Linked DNA regions of Zea mays: region 2 is linked to region 1. A link is a contact called in public Hi-C data. All regions are on one chromosome and are shown on one strand. Each heading gives the region's core, a stretch centred on a gene start, on an enhancer-like site or on the middle of the called end of the contact. The rest is flanking DNA. Distances are from core to core; before and after follow the strand shown. Region 1 holds the start of LOC103651700 (a long non-coding RNA gene). Region 2 holds the start of LOC103651678.

The links. Hi-C and Micro-C count contacts between places; a contact is called where the count stands out from the background.
Region 2: a contact with region 1 is called in a Hi-C map of bundle sheath, with 2.4 times the contacts expected there. The contact joins the promoter of LOC103651678 here to the enhancer-like site in region 1. A contact is called at or near these places in 2 of 25 Hi-C or Micro-C datasets (bundle sheath and tassel).

What each region holds. Positions count from the first base shown.
Region 1 is chr3:236,513,157-236,520,937 of Zm-B73-REFERENCE-NAM-5.0, forward strand. It overlaps LOC103651700 (a long non-coding RNA gene), which reads left to right and starts at 7,016. Exons shown (of 2, transcript XR_564891.4): 1 at 7,016-7,177; 2 at 7,435-7,667. Within about 2 kb of position 3,410, at least 10 of the 20 cell types and tissues checked have an H3K27ac peak or open chromatin away from gene starts, as enhancers often do. A contact at or near this core is called in bundle sheath and tassel, where this site is marked.
Region 2 is chr3:236,818,356-236,826,136 of Zm-B73-REFERENCE-NAM-5.0, forward strand. LOC103651678 reads left to right here and starts at 3,667. Exons shown (of 1, transcript XM_008677387.4): 1 at 3,667-4,509. The coding sequence starts at 3,841. The coding sequence ends at 4,194. LOC103651679 (PAP/OAS1 substrate-binding domain superfamily) reads right to left here. Exons shown (of 9, transcript XM_008677388.4): 6 at 7,748-7,781; 7 at 6,568-7,658; 8 at 5,755-6,266; 9 at 4,730-5,247. The coding sequence ends at 5,187.

The sequences.
Region 1 (7,781 bases), core at 2,160-4,659:
GACTACCGATGAGGAGGCGAGCTTGGTGTAGCGGAAGGAGAGGAGTCTAGTTCGACGCGACTGACGGTGAGGAGCCCGGTGCATGCATGTGTCCTAGGCTGTTGGGTGGAGACATGGCGGAGCTCTGACCGGATCTAGATGCGGAGGGTTAGAGCTTGGGGCATGGTCTACAGAGCTCGAAGGGTGGCGGTGGGCGCGGTTCGTTTGGCACAGGGCAATTCCTCACGTGGAACAGTGCCGAACATGAGTTAGGACTTTTTTGTGTGCTAGTCCCTTATTGGGTTGGGCTAAGATATTGCTTGGGCAATACAGTGCCATATTGGGCCCTCCGCCCCTGGCTGTGGGTAAGTCTTCCTCGCACTATATTGTTTAATACGTCTCATTCGTTGCACATTCTTGAAATAATGTATGGATACATCGTATTTATACGCAGGATTTCTTCAGAGGCGAGGTAGGATATGACGCTAGGGCAGATGTGGTGGCTACCTCGAACTGTAAGAAGCTCGTCGTGGACATGCACCACGAGGCGCGCATCCAGGTCATCGTCACTTAGCACGGCTCCGTCCTTGGGGAGAAGGTGAGCAAGAAGGATACCCGGACCATGTCGTTGACTCCGGACTAGTACTTGTAGGTAAATACAGAACATTAATATTGATATTAAATATGCTTATTTTTATCTTCTAATATGTTGTGTACTTGTTTTTTGGTATATGATTCCTTATTGGTGCGCTGCACATCCTGAGTGCTGGGAGCAGATGGTACAAAGGTGGTACTCGGCCAAGTGGGACGAGGCTCACAACTCTAATCGGAACGACATTTGATGATGCAAGGTCCCTCCCACCAACAGGGTAGCCACAGCCTCATCAAATACACAGAAGCATATGTACACACTCTCTTTAATTTAGTCTAACTTTTGATTAGGGGTGATATTTAACCATCTTGTTGGTTTTCTCGTAGTCGGCGTCACATGGTGACCAGCTTTGCTCCATCTTCTCGGCGTATGTTTTGGCCGTCAAGGGCAAGGCGACGTTCGACGTCGCCTACAACCTAGAGGACGGGCCCGAGGCATATAGCGACACCGCTGTCTACAACCGCCTCAATGAGTACACTGTCATGGCCTAGAAGGTCCATGGGTCAAATTACAATCCGAGAATCGAGGACATCGACGGAGATGTCCTCATGAGAGTCGGAGGAGGCAAGAGGCATGGGTGATACTGGATTGCCGACAGGGCAATCGACTCGTCATCCACTCCACTCTTTCTGATGTGCGAGCAAGGAGCACGAGCGCGAGCCCAGCCATACGACCTCGGCAGGATAGCTCACAACATCGCATCCAGGAACACCAGGTTAGTGCTTCTGTGCCTCGTCATCCATTGATTTATATGCCTTCTCTTTGGATTATTATAACAGTGGGGTGAAATATTGCAGGCACAACTAGAAGAGAGGAGGGGACGGATGGAGATGGGGGCGAAGATGAGGGCAGAGTGGGTGGCTCGCTTGGTGGATCAGTAGAGGATGGCGGAGATGTTCCAGTACATGCGGAGCCTTGGCGTCGCATAGGGTTCTACTCCAGCACCTTTGTTGTTCCCTTCAACTGACCCTGCTAAGTTCCATACTCCTGTGATTATCAAAATTTTAGTCTTACATGATATATATTCATCTGGTCTCATACATGCAATCTCTTCTCTGTGCAGGGATAATCGGCGGCATCGAACAACACTCACGCTTCGACCAGCCCTTCGCCGAATCAGTCCAGCCACCCACCTCACTGATGACATTTGTGTTGGTGACATGTTTGAGAAACCTGTTATGAGATACTTGTTTTTGAAACTTTTGTGAGATACTTGGTGAGACTTATGTTTGTGAAACTTCTTTGATGTGTTGATATTTGTGAGATATATATATGGTGTTGCTGATACATATTGATTTTGTGATATATGTGATGCCAATGATATGTGTCTTTTGTTTGTTTGGATGTAATAATAAAAACAAATAAAAATGGGTTTTCTGGTCACTTTGTTGAGTGTATAGCACTCGACAAAAAAAACACAACTGAGATCAAGTAAAGCTTCTTGGCCAAGTGTTGTGGCCCCGACACTCGGCAAATAAACACACTTTGCTGAGTGTCTCCTAGTGCACTCGGCAAAGAAATTGGCAAAGGGGCAACTAGTGCTCACTTTGCCGAGAACTAGTCCAGCAGACACTTGACAAAGAGAGTGTCTTTGTCGAGTGCCTAGTGGAGCACTCGGCAAAGGGACTGGCAAAGTGGACCACTGAAGCCTTCTTTGTCGAGCGCTAGTCCAGCAGGCACTCGACAAAGGCTCTATCACCGTTACTTGGCGCTGTGACAACGATTTTTTTTTGCCTAGTATCAGGTGAAACTTGGCAAAGAAGCTGCTGCCGATGTATAGTTCGCCGAGACTTCTTTGTTGAAAGTCACAATCGGCAAAGAGTTAGTCGAGTGTTTTTTTTGAGCTACCAGTTGTGATCCGATAGTGAAACCTCTCAGCTAATTTTAGCCATCACTAACTATTAGCCAATGCTACCTAGTCACAGTAGTTGTCGATGGAACATGGGTGGATGTAGGGGCGTGGTGATGGATTTTAAATTTTATACTATAAATTTTAATGTTCGGATCGAATTGGAATCAGACTTTCTATTTATTTTTGAACTAAAATTATTTAAGGTCTCAAACAAATTGTTAGAAAACATTTGGATTATGATCCATTGGACTATTAGCCTCTAGAGGCTTATTGGCTTGTATCTAGATCAAAAGGTGGTATTAAATCTCTCTCTAGTCAAAAATCGAATAGAATGAGATTTAATCCCTCTCCCCTCCCATATAAGTACGCAATAACCGAAAGGCCTAGGTGGATGCGACCGAGTCTCGTCCAAGACGAGCTCGTGAGTCACACTTGACCAGCTAAATATACGTACCAAGCTATAAATGAGAGTGTCATGCATGCATGCGGATATGTGAAAGGAAAATGACGTAGCTGCGGACGACCTTCGCTAGTAAGCTGATCCTCCATCGGAACATGCATGGTATGCAGTCTGTACGTGTGTGTGGCTCAGCTAAGCTAGCTGCTGCATGGAATGAGTACTATGTACACACTGATTTGACATCGCCCGCCTCGTCAACGACGACTACACGCATATATATGCATTCGAATCGGAGCTAGTAGTGTCAACAGATAGGAACCGAGAATTAATAATGTCATATATATGCATGCTATTTACATTTTACCTTTCCTATGAAATTAATTCTAGATGCAATTTATTTTATTATGAGTATGACATATCCATAACATATGAGTTAATGTTGGCATCCAACAAATAATGTCTCATCTCTCCACCGCGTAAAAGACGACGTAGGAACCGTGTTACGTTTTCCATGTGCCGCGGCTGGCGTGCACCGTGTTGCATGACACACCGCGATCGATCCCAATTCCCAAACTATACACACTACCAGACTAACATTCTTGACCGAACATTGTAAACACTCGGTAAGATTTTTTTACACTCGGTAAATATTTTATCAATAAATAGTTTTTTGTCGAGTACTTTTTTCGGTACTCGATAATTTTTTTTTTTGCCCAATATTAAAAAAAACACTCGACAAATTAGGAATCGTAAAAAGTTATCGTCTAATAAAACGTAGGATTTGTGTTTGTTGACGACAAGTTCGTTGTCATCATGTGCATTGAAAATGAATAACTAGAAAGGAAGTGTCTTTATCATGTGTATATGCAACGGCAGTCATCTCGATAAGTATATTTATCATTCCATGTGACATCGTCCTCTCCATCTTGCTTAACGCGGGGTGGACATGACATGGCGCGACGTCAACAAAAAATTAAGAAGCAAACAGTACAGCCAGCTAGACTGGCACACGTCACGGTGCTGACGTCACCTGTGTGCACGCAATCCGGGACCGCGTATGCACTTGTCAAACAAAGAAAGCCTATCTAGAACGTCCTGGCCCATGCAATGGCAGAAATCAAAGGTAAAGGAAAGGACGTTCTTTTCTCAGTCGTTAGCTAAAGCTATACTTGCTCGTTTGCTTGCTTGCTCTTTTCTGGTAAGTTTAGAGGTCGCTCCATCCTGCATCTAACTCAGTGGTAACCTATGTATATATACACTTCAGGAGCAGATTCCTAGCCAACTCCTAATTAACAAAATACCGTACTTTAACTAGCTTAGCTTTACGTTACGCGTGTCATCGTCACGGGGTTAGTTCATGCATGTTGTGTTGGTGTTCCTCCTTTTCTTCGTAGCCGCGCGTACGGAATCACCCGTACGTTCCAAATAATCACATGCATGCCACATATAATCATAAGCCGAAAGAGCTACTATATCTACGAAAGCGAATGAACCTAAAATATCAACCACACATGTTGTACATAGAGACCATAATTAGCCGTTCCAACAATATATATCAGAATCATCACAGTACCCAAATGCATGCGCTTCTGGATATATATAAATTTACGTGGTCATGCATGTTTCAACCTCTAAGAAGCCTGGTGTTTAATTTACAGATTTGGCGATCTAAGATCATAGGGGAATCCATGAGAGAGGAATTTCTTTGCTATTCAATTCCTCTCTATGGATCCTCAGCCCTCGTGATCCATGGTCACCAAACCAGCTCTAATCATGTTCAGTGGTATGCTTTAGATTGAACACATTGTTTGTTCGTGCCGTGGTTTTATGGGGTCCACATGGAAAACTCATTTGTTTCAAGGCAATATTTGAATATATAGTGGCAACGAAAGTCCAAAAAAATTGTAAAGACGCGAGACAAGTTGGAAAGTATATGATAACTCGATCGTGCCTGGAAAGTCCAACTCTCAAGGATTGCATGGGTCAATGCAAGGTTAGGATTCAACCATGTCAGGCCTTGTTCGGTTAATTCCGTTACCCATGGATTGGATGAGATTAGAAAAAATTAAGAAGAACTTTGACTTGCTTAGGATTTAAACCCACCCAATCCCGCTCAATACACATGGATTGAGAGCTAACCGAACAAGCCCTCAAGGGTTTTGTTAGGTTTAGAAAGCTAGCAGAATATTCATCGGAGTTCTAAACACTACCGGATCACTAATATAATATTTTTTTTACAGTTTTGAAATTGAACCATGCCAATCGATGTCGATACTCGGTAGAGACTAGATAGAGGGGTTGGTATTTATAATTCAGTTTGGTTTTAGTGATTAATTGCAACACAACACAAGATTATTGTGACTAGTGTGTGCTTTTATATAAACAATGTAAGTTAGTGTTGAGTACCATTTGTGACACTAGGCACGACCGATTCGACCCTAAGGCCTGGACGGTCTGGCTCATAGTCGGACCGCGAATAGATCGAATCAAGGCGGTTAAAACTTCTATCTCCTCGCGTGTTTAGCCCTCTAATCTCGCGGGAGCTGTTGAAGAACGCCTAGGAATAGTCTAGACCTCCCCCTTATATATTTGAAGGGGTATGGCCGATTGAACAACCAACAATCGATCAAACAATAAATTTACCTTCAATTCTTTACCTTTTGCCCTAAGAGTAGATAATAACATAGATTTCATCCCCTAATCTTCACCTCTCTTCGGCTCTACGCCGTTTAGAGGCGTCTTGGGTGGCCTGCCGATCCCAAAACAAACCCTAGGATCTCTCCTCCCGGGAGCGAGATCCAGATGCTGTTGGCGAACTCCACCGCCTCTGCGTACGCGTGGACCGTCCGGCTCTTCAGACAGAAACCTTAGCCTCTGCGTAGGTCATCACGGACCATCCGGCCCTCGGCTGTGAACCGTTCGCGTCTCTGTAGAGAGCACCGTCGTTGGTACTCATTGTAGTGTTTGGCGCCCGGATCGGCGCCAACAGTTAGGTTGTAACAATGTAGTACGGTTGGGCGCATCGGTGGCATAGGTTATAACTAATGTTAATTTTAGAGTAAATTAAGTTAGGTTATAACCACATGGCTGTGGCCATAACATTTGAACCATGCTATTTTTGGTGAACTGGAGTTGGCTGTGGTGGCAGGCTAGTAGCCACCACAAATAAGTCTTTTTATTTTTTGGTGGCTAGCTCCGGTCATAAAAAATAACAAATTAGTTTTTGGCGATCTAGTGTCAACCACAAAAAATAAGGTAATTTTCATCAGCCTTCTTGGTAGGCGCAAAAAATATTTTGGTCGTCGAAAGTTTATCGATTTCCTATTCTCTCTATATACACACACTAAGATAGCATGAGCACATTTTTGTTTGATTTGACGTTAAGGATAAACAAAAACATTGCAGCACAATGTTGCAAATAGAGGTGTCAATGAAAAAAATTCTCCGTCGGATTTTAACGCCCTATCCCCATTTTCATGAAACTATATCCATCTCCATACCCATCACGGGTATAAGATCCATCCCATATACATCCCCATTCGAGTATTGAGTCTCTAACGGATCCCCATCCCCGACACGAAAAGCATGATCACATTGGGGGACTGGTCGTGATGCTTCAACTTTGTATCGCCTCGCAGTCGCATGAGTTAGGACGGAGGTTGCGGGCCAGCTCGTTGCTTGCCTAATGGCTGGTGCTTGGCGCTCGAGTGGGATGAAGGCTGAGCAGTCGAGTGGAGCTTCGGTCCTGTGAGGAGTCGACGGATTGGTAGGGGTAGGTGGGGGTCCGAATTTTTTGTATTTTAGCCCTTAAACAGAAGTAAAATCACGTTTAGACCTAAAAAAATTTTAAATGCAGTTTTGGACCCTTTGCTCGGCGCCATAGCCTATGGCGCCGAGGTCGTGTTGCGTTGGCACACCCCAGACGCGTGGCGTCGACGTGGAACCGAGCTCGGCGCCACAGATCTTGGCGCCGAGCTCGGTTGTGTTATTAAAATATTTGTTGCGGACATGAGCACAAAGCCCATCTAGCCCACTTGGTAGAGCACAAGGCTTCTAACCATGTGGTCGTGGGTTCAAGCCCCATAGTTTGCATTTTTTTTGTTTTTTTTTGTTTATGTCGTTGGTGTGTCCGCTTAAATTTATTTCTCGCCTAGATTTTTGTTTATCTTCCAGGTGCACTCGATGATGCTGCCATTACAGAGTCATTAGAACTACACAAAATTAAGAGCCGCCAATGGGCGATTTTCAAAACATCTGCAATAAAGGGAGAGGGGCTCTTCGAAGGTTTGGACTGGTAAGTGGGGTCAAATTTTCATGTCCTAAGCGATGTTTCTGCAAGATATGACAAGTGGATGAATGTCTTTAATAAACCATTCGTATCATCAGTTAAAATAGTTCTTCATACATTATCAAGTAGTGGCTGTACTGTCCGTCGATCAAGATGCAGTTCTATGTATTAATTACAAAAAAAAACACGCCTTTTGCATTTACGTGATGAGAGAGCTGGAGACATTATTGGAGGAAGCAACTTATGGTTGGCTATTATTGCAGGCTCAGTAACACGCTCAAATCTGGAAGCAGCTAAGGAGCCTCCGCCTCGTCATGAATCATTTGCTGGAGGCTAAAGAATAGCCGATGCTTGCAAGTCAGCGCGCAAATCCCATTCTCTTTGTTTTAACTCCAGAAGTTCTACACCGCCATCAATTATCTGTAAAGTGCGTGTTAAATTTTTTGGATACTACATTAGATGTACCCCCAGGTTGAGATCAAGAATAGGTCTGTGGCAACTTCAGTGTAAGTATAGGTAAATTATATAAGCTGAACTGACTTCAGTGACAAAACAAAGATAAAAAAAAATCTAGGCGAGAAATAAATTTAAGCGGACACACCAACGACAT
Region 2 (7,781 bases), core at 2,417-4,916, 310 kb after region 1:
GTGTACAACAAAATTGGCGCTTGACCCTCCTACAAAGAGGTTGATATTACCATTCAATAAAGAGGAAAATCTGCATCACTGCGAATCAAAATATAACATAGCACAAGTAAAGGAATTTTTATTACTAAAGTTAACCTAATGGGTAAACGGGTATTAGAACGTTCCGCTCTCACCCATACCAGTTAACACATGGGTATAAAATACCTAGTATAGACTTGGCCTAGAAACATGAACTTTGGCTTCAGCAATTCATCTTCTTTTGACCATTTAACAACCTTTTGGACGATAATATCATGAAAGGCTTAATGACTATGTAATGGAACATGTAATGTGTTGTGTGGTACTATTCTAGTGTTGCTATTTTATCTAATTATCTATGGTGATGTTGAATGGATGATTGAATGATGTTGGAATTTTTGTAATGGTATTTAGATGGATATATTTCATTTGTATAATATTTTATTTTTGATATATGTTTAATCTTTGTGGGTACGGGTGATCCGACGGGTGACCCATACCCACGTGGGTATGGGGTGAATCCATACCCACCATACCCACCAGTGGATATGGGTGACCCGATGGATAGTTTTTTTGTCGTGGTATGGGATAGTAATATCTCGTGATATTTACCCATTGTCATCTCTTGTTTTGGCAGTTTAAGGACTAAAAATGACTAAATTTTAGTCACTAAACTTAGAAGGTGTAAACCAAACGGGACCTAAAATTTAGTTCCCAAAGTTTAGGAGTGTGACTAAATGAACCAAACATCCCCTAATTAAGGAACGTACAACCTTAAACCTCTAGATTATTTATAAGTACAAAAACAGCTAATAAATAGACTGCATAATATGATAGAGTGTTTTTAAAATCAGTCACATTATAAATATAGTTAGAGGACTATAAGTACGGAGAGACATGTAGAGATTGATTCTTCACGAAGAGATTGTCTCTTTTTTTCATTTAACTCCTAAGAACCCCCTCAAGGGTCGGGTATTAAATGAAGTTGTATACCCTTACAAAAAAGATCCAGACGGCTTCACAGTCCCTTCTTCTCACTCAAGATCTAGAGGAAAGCTTTATCGTCGCATTTATTACTATTTGATGTAACATATCAAATAATATTTTGATCTGCAACAAAGCTAAGCAAATAAGGAGTCGAGAATTACAAACAACTTGCCAATATAATGTTGCTACGACGCCTAGGTGATAAGACTGCCTCCAAAAATATCCTCTAGATTTCATCCTCTAAAAATATTATATGTCCTTTATAACACGAGTTAAAAGATTTCATCCATCTTTACTCTCTCGGGCAATGTCACCTATATCTCATCCCGTATATCTTACCAACTATACTACCAGAATTATCCTAAACTATAGTGTTTATATTACCAGAACTTTTATAAACCGTATTATTTGTTACAAAAATAAAATAAAGCATTCGTATAAGGATTGGAAATCTTGTATTATGTACGAATAGATGCAAAACCTGGCTTCTTTCGTATGAATACATAGTGCTGAGGGCCACGAGTTACATCATTAGTTTTGTCCTCGTCATTAGTGTTCTATGTGAATAGATGCCAGAAATTAGTTTATCAACATGAATTCATCATTCAAATTTGTAGAAAGCCCAAAAGGTTATGAAATCATATATGTATTCATACATAATTAAAAAAACATCATTGAGAAAAGGCTACCATTGGCATCTATTGTCCATCGAGTAATTCTGCCTGCTACATGTTTTAGTATTCAGATTATGAACACATAAACTCGGGACATATTGACCAGAAGATTATTATCACACAAACATGAACATAATGTTGCCTAGGACTTTCAGACATATATAAAGGTCAAATAGAGGAATTTCAGAGGACGTACAATCATCCACAGAACCAAGCAACTTGAATCAATAGAAATTACAATTTGTTTGTGTTGATACACATATCTCGTGGTCCTCCAGGAACCAGAAATGGAGACACATATTGGTTGTAAGTCGTACGATTAATCGCGATTGGTCATGATTACTCGTTCAAGTCGGTTTGGACCAATCGCAATTAATCGTCTAAGTCGATCAGTCAGAACGACTAGCAAGTCGTCCGACTTGAAAACAACCTGCCAATAACTTTAGGCTGCATGCAACGACATGGCCTAAAAGTATATCTAAGCATGGACGTATCAATATGGTGCAGAGCATGATCTCAATCCAGTAGGACCAATTCTAGTTACAACATTTAATTCTCTACCAAGTGCTACAAAGAATATATAGACAATCGTAAATCTAAAATCAGCAAAAGAAAGAGCTCTATACAGCATATCAGCATTATAGACATTCTAAGAATGTTCCAATATGTAGCAGTTTGGTACAGATAATCTAATCATGTACAACAAAGTTGGCGCTTGAGAGGCTGATATTACCGTTCAATAAAGGGGAAAATCTGCATCACTGCAAATCAGAATATAACATAGAACAAAGAAAGGAATTTTTATTACAAACCAAGTATTACAATGTCACCAAGGCCAGGCATGAGAATGGTCGTTCAGCATCTGCAGTTGAAAACAGAAGGTGAATATAACCAAGCAAAGCGAAATTGATCAAACAAACCTGAATACAAAAGGCCAATCCCAGAACATTGTTTGCGAGCCAATGCTTCCTTGACGTATACCACACAAAAAATTCATGGCTGCTAACTGCGTCCACAGCGCGGTGCGAAGAAGTATGGCACGGCCGGGGGTGGACTGTCGCTAGCCACACCATCGTGGACAGCCGCAGCTTAAGGGCGGCATCACGTGAGTGGCCATGGACTGACAGCCCAACAATCATCGCGTGAGTGGCAGTTTAAACGCGGTTGAAGAGGAGAAGGCGGAGATCACGGGGCAGAAGAGGGACGGGGAGAGCGCGCGGCGAGGAGGAGGGAGAGGGATGACGGAGCTTCGACGGGGGAGGCTGATGTAGGTGGAAGGAGTGTACGGGTCGGATATGGGCTTGCTTGCTAGCTCTCCGAGTAGAATGCACGGAAGATCGTCAGAAGACGTACGACAGCCAGTCATCAAACTCTCCGAAACTGCAGCAGCGTGTTTGATTTCTTTGCTCGCTGCCTCGCTGGCAGGTGCACGTCTTCCTCCTTCCTTTTCCGCTTCTCACACTCTCTCTCAACGTTTTGGGCCCAGCCCGCTAGGCACGGTTAGAAAACCAGTCAGTGACGTGTAAGCACGCGAGCTCGATTTATTGTCCAAGTTCAGCCCGCAGCGGACCTAAACGGGCCGGCCAAAAAGCAGTCGAAAAACGGGCTAAGCGGGCCGGTAAACACATTTTAGTGTAAAAAAGCGGGCTTAACGAGTTTATAGGCGAAACATGGACTAATTAGGTATAATTTGTTTTTTTTAATTAGATTATATTTAATACTTCCAAGTTCCAATTAATATCTATGACAAAGGCTACAATTCAGTTATTTTTTAATACAAACTGGTCAGGCACAAGACTTATATATAATGTAAACAGGCAAGACAAGGACAAAGACGACACAGTGCGGCGTTCAGTCACTCACACGCGGTTTCCTTTCGTTCCGATGGACTCCGTCGTCTCCAAGCCACCGCCGGTCGCCGCCTATATATATTATATATATCTATCTTTTCTCCTGCCTTACCTTCTCCCTCACACCTTCCCGCGTCTCTCTCTCTCTCTCTCTCTCTCTCTCTCTCTCTCTCTCTCTCTCTCTCTCTCTCTCTCTCTCTCTCTCTCCACCATCCAAATCCACACACGCACCGTCCGCGTCCAGCTAGCTACTCCACCTGACGAGTGACGACGACTCCAACGCCTGCCCGGCGGCCCGCGCATTCGCGTCAATGGGCAGCACAGGAAGACAGCAGCAGACGCGGCTCCGGCCGCCCCGCTTCAGCAGCTTGTTCCTCCTCCTCCTCGTCCTCCTCGCCGCCGTCTTCACGCAGCCATCCAGCTGCAGGCCTGTGCTTCTTGTCGACAAGACCGACGCCACCGACGTCATACTGCTGCCTGTACCCGCCGACGCCGAGACCACAGCGACGGTCGTCTTCGCGGCACCGTCGGCGACCGTGCCCAGAGAGGACGACGACGAGGGCCGGCGGCATCATCGGCTCGCCGGCGGCCGCCACCAGTGGCTGCTCAACAAGAAGCCCCGGGGCAAGGCGCCGCCCTCCGCCCCCAGCAAACGCACCAACTGATTTCATTTCATCTCGATCGACATCGACCGTGCGTGCTCACTCTCCAACGACGGAAAAACGACACGCTGATACTAGTTCTCCTCGTCTTCCATTCAAACTTCTTCTTCATTTATTTCTTCTTTTCTTTTTTCTTTTTTTTGGCTTGAGTACATATATAGTACAGTCTACAGGATGTAAATGTAGATACCGATCGATACATGATACAATTCAGTTCCAAGTGTTTCGCGATCGCGTCTTCATTGTTAGGCAACGTACGCCACAGTGTCTTTTTAGTTCTTGGATCTATAAAAAGGTGAGAATATATATTATTGCAGACCGAGATGCATGTTCTTGTTCTTGGATCGAGCAAGCAGGGGAGGACGGCATTCGGTCAACCAGTTTGACGCCTGCATGGCTGGGAGACACGCATACGCATGCAAGGCGCCGTAGCGGACAGCGGGTCGACAGTGCGTGGGCGTGAACGCGCGCGAGTTTTACGCGCTTTTCGCCTTTTGCGTCCACGCGGATCGATCAGGACGCGCACAGACTTGCGAGATAATTTATTTGTTGCGAGATCCTGCCAGACCCCTTACTCGTTATATAAACGCCAACAAAGGCTACTAAAAACGCTATTCTCAACAACAACACAACCAACTAGCCCTCCAACATGTCTGAAGGGGGACCTTTTCCTAGTAACAGTACTATCTACATGTCATAACCCTGCATCTTTATTCCTTCTGCTTCTCTTGCTGTCCCTTTTGTTTTCTTTCTTTTTTTTTCTTTTTTGCCAAATGAGGGTGTAAGGCTGATCGCAGGGACAAGGTGAATCTGACGCCTGGAGTACGGGAAGAAAATGGCAGGATATACAACATGTTGTCTGGTTTCAGGGAGCAACAACTCGGTGCCACTGCTGCGGTTCAGCACAGACCATTCATCGGTAATTTTGCCTGGTGATCAAGTGCGGCGTTGACAGTCACCTCTCAGTTCATACTACAGTGTACCGCCATCAACATTCAACTGGACAGTGGGGGGAAGTCTCTGCTGTCCTTGAGGCGATATGATTGAGCGCCATCCCTGTGAATTGTACAGTGCAGGGTCAGACGTTGTAATAAACGCAGTAAACTCAGCACAAAACATGATCTAGATGTGTATTTATCAAGTACATCAGTAAGCTTTTAATGGTAAGCTAGTAAAATCTGCATTACCAAATCTGAAAAGACATCAGAATCCAAGGACACCAATTCTTTCTTGATTCACATAGTAATAATAATGTGACCAATGACAACTTGAATTGCCTCCCATCAAAATGGTACGCACGTGTGGTTCTCAAGAGTCAAGACCAAGGAACCCAGTACGATATAATCAAAAAAAAATTACATGCAGTATAATTTACTCTATGTATTAATGCCCGACCGTCAACATCACAACTATCTAAATAACTTTGCAGAAACACCAAAGTACCAAACTACAAGGAGTAAAACATCTAATTGTTGTAACATGGAAATGCCCACTACATTAAACATCATTTCTGCCATACAATTATTGTTAGTGCTGGCGATGAAAATAATATGCCATACATACCTCATTAGATTGGAATCTGTCGTAGTAGTGTTTCGAGGAGCAGAAACAGTACTCACAGGTCCAGAAACTTGATTGCTGGAAGCGGATTCTGATCTGCTAGCATGGTCTTTGGAGGTAACTTCTAAAGGCAACGGCCCCAATATCCCAGACTCAAGTTTACTGTTAAAGGTCCTGGACTCAAGCTTACTGTCTTGCAGGAGCATGAAACCATTGCCATGGAAATTATTCCTTCGAACCTGGGAAGATGGAGAATGAGCTGGTACCTTCAATTGATCTCTTGGAGAGTTAAGAGATGACGATGACATTGGTATACTCATTGGAGATGGCATTCCATGATCAGTTGCACCAGGAATATGTATCTGTGGTAGCTCATGCCTCAATTCCAGACCAGATCCCATATCTGCAGGCATATCTGTTCTGACATGGTGATGGAACCTTTGATAATTATTTGAAGCGAACTGATTTCTTCCTCTCTCCACACGTCCAGTGGGTGGCCTATTCTTGCGCAATTTCTACAGCATCCAACAAGGCAGACAAAATTATCATGAATACGGGACAAAGCTAAAGTAATCCTACTATGTAGTGAACTCATAAGAATAATGCCACAATGGAGACATCTTCAAGGTTATTGCATGTGAAGAAGGGCAATAACTCTAATAACATGATAAATAGATTACAAGGAGATTATTATGTGCACACATGTACAACATTTGGAACAGAAAGAACACATGGGCAAGTAACAGATACAGATTGTTCAGAAATGTTATTTTAAGTTCTACAAGCATATTTAGAATGTCCATGGAGGGAACATACTCGGTCAGAAAAGTAGGTGCCTGTTCCACGGGTCCTCATAGCCATAGGATCATCTGGTTGAATAAATGGACTCCACACAAGATAGCCAGATGGGTAAGGAGGGCAAGGGACTGCACCATTCATGCTAGCATATGAATATGGATTTTTTCTTCCTCGACCATTTGAAGGGCACGTGTTCTGACATTGCAGGGATGGTGGAGCAGGCCTTCCAGAGGAAAACGGGTTTACTGGATTATCTTGCTGGAACCCTTGCGCATACTGAAGATTATGGAAGTATGTCTCAAAATCTCCAGTGAGATCTTTCAAGATGTTATTATTGGCTCCACCAAGTTGTGAATTTTCATGTGTACATGCTGAGTTAGAGGTGGCCAGAACATTAACAAAGCCAGCAGAAGAGTAAGCATTATGCTCAATGGGTGGCAGAAAGCTTCCTGAAAACTCATTGTGATACTTGGCATCTTCAAAAGAGTGGTAAGATCTGCTTGTGAACTGCTTTGTTGGCATCCCATGGTGTGACATGTTTGTGTTATGTCTAACAACCACCTTACCATTTTCTAATTGGTAAAATTGATGTGGGGCATAACGTCTCCCAGATGGCGAGATAGTTGTTAAAGCTTCATAGAAGTCACCACTGTTCCTCACACTTACTGAATCATCAGTACTAGCATGACTTGAGCCTTCACTATCTAGCAACCCATCAGAAATAGACTTTATCGCTTTCTCTCCAGCAATAGAGTTACATTGTTTCTGTTTTATTGAGTCATCATGATTGATGGAATCTGAAATGTTGATGTTATTAAACCGATAAGAGAAATCACCACAGGGATTGCTGTATAAAGGTGCACTGCAGTTGTTGACTCTTTTGCAATCCAAGCCTAGAGACAAGGAACCGTTGGTGGCATGATAAGTCAATGTACCATCATCAGATGAGCTCACTAAAACATCTTGTCTGAACCCAATACGATTTCTCTTTAATGTGTTCCCAAAGAACTGATTCACTTCATCAACAGTATAACAGACAGGCCTTTGAAGAATCTTCCCAAGCTTACGAGCACCAAAATCAAATGCACTACGTATTCGGTAAAAATTTCCTGCACATGGAATAGTACAATTAAGCTTGAATATTTTTAGGAGATCATCAAGAACCTGATTAGTAATTCAGATAGAGGTAGAACAATACCTCTGCTGACACTGCGTCCAAGATTATTACTTTG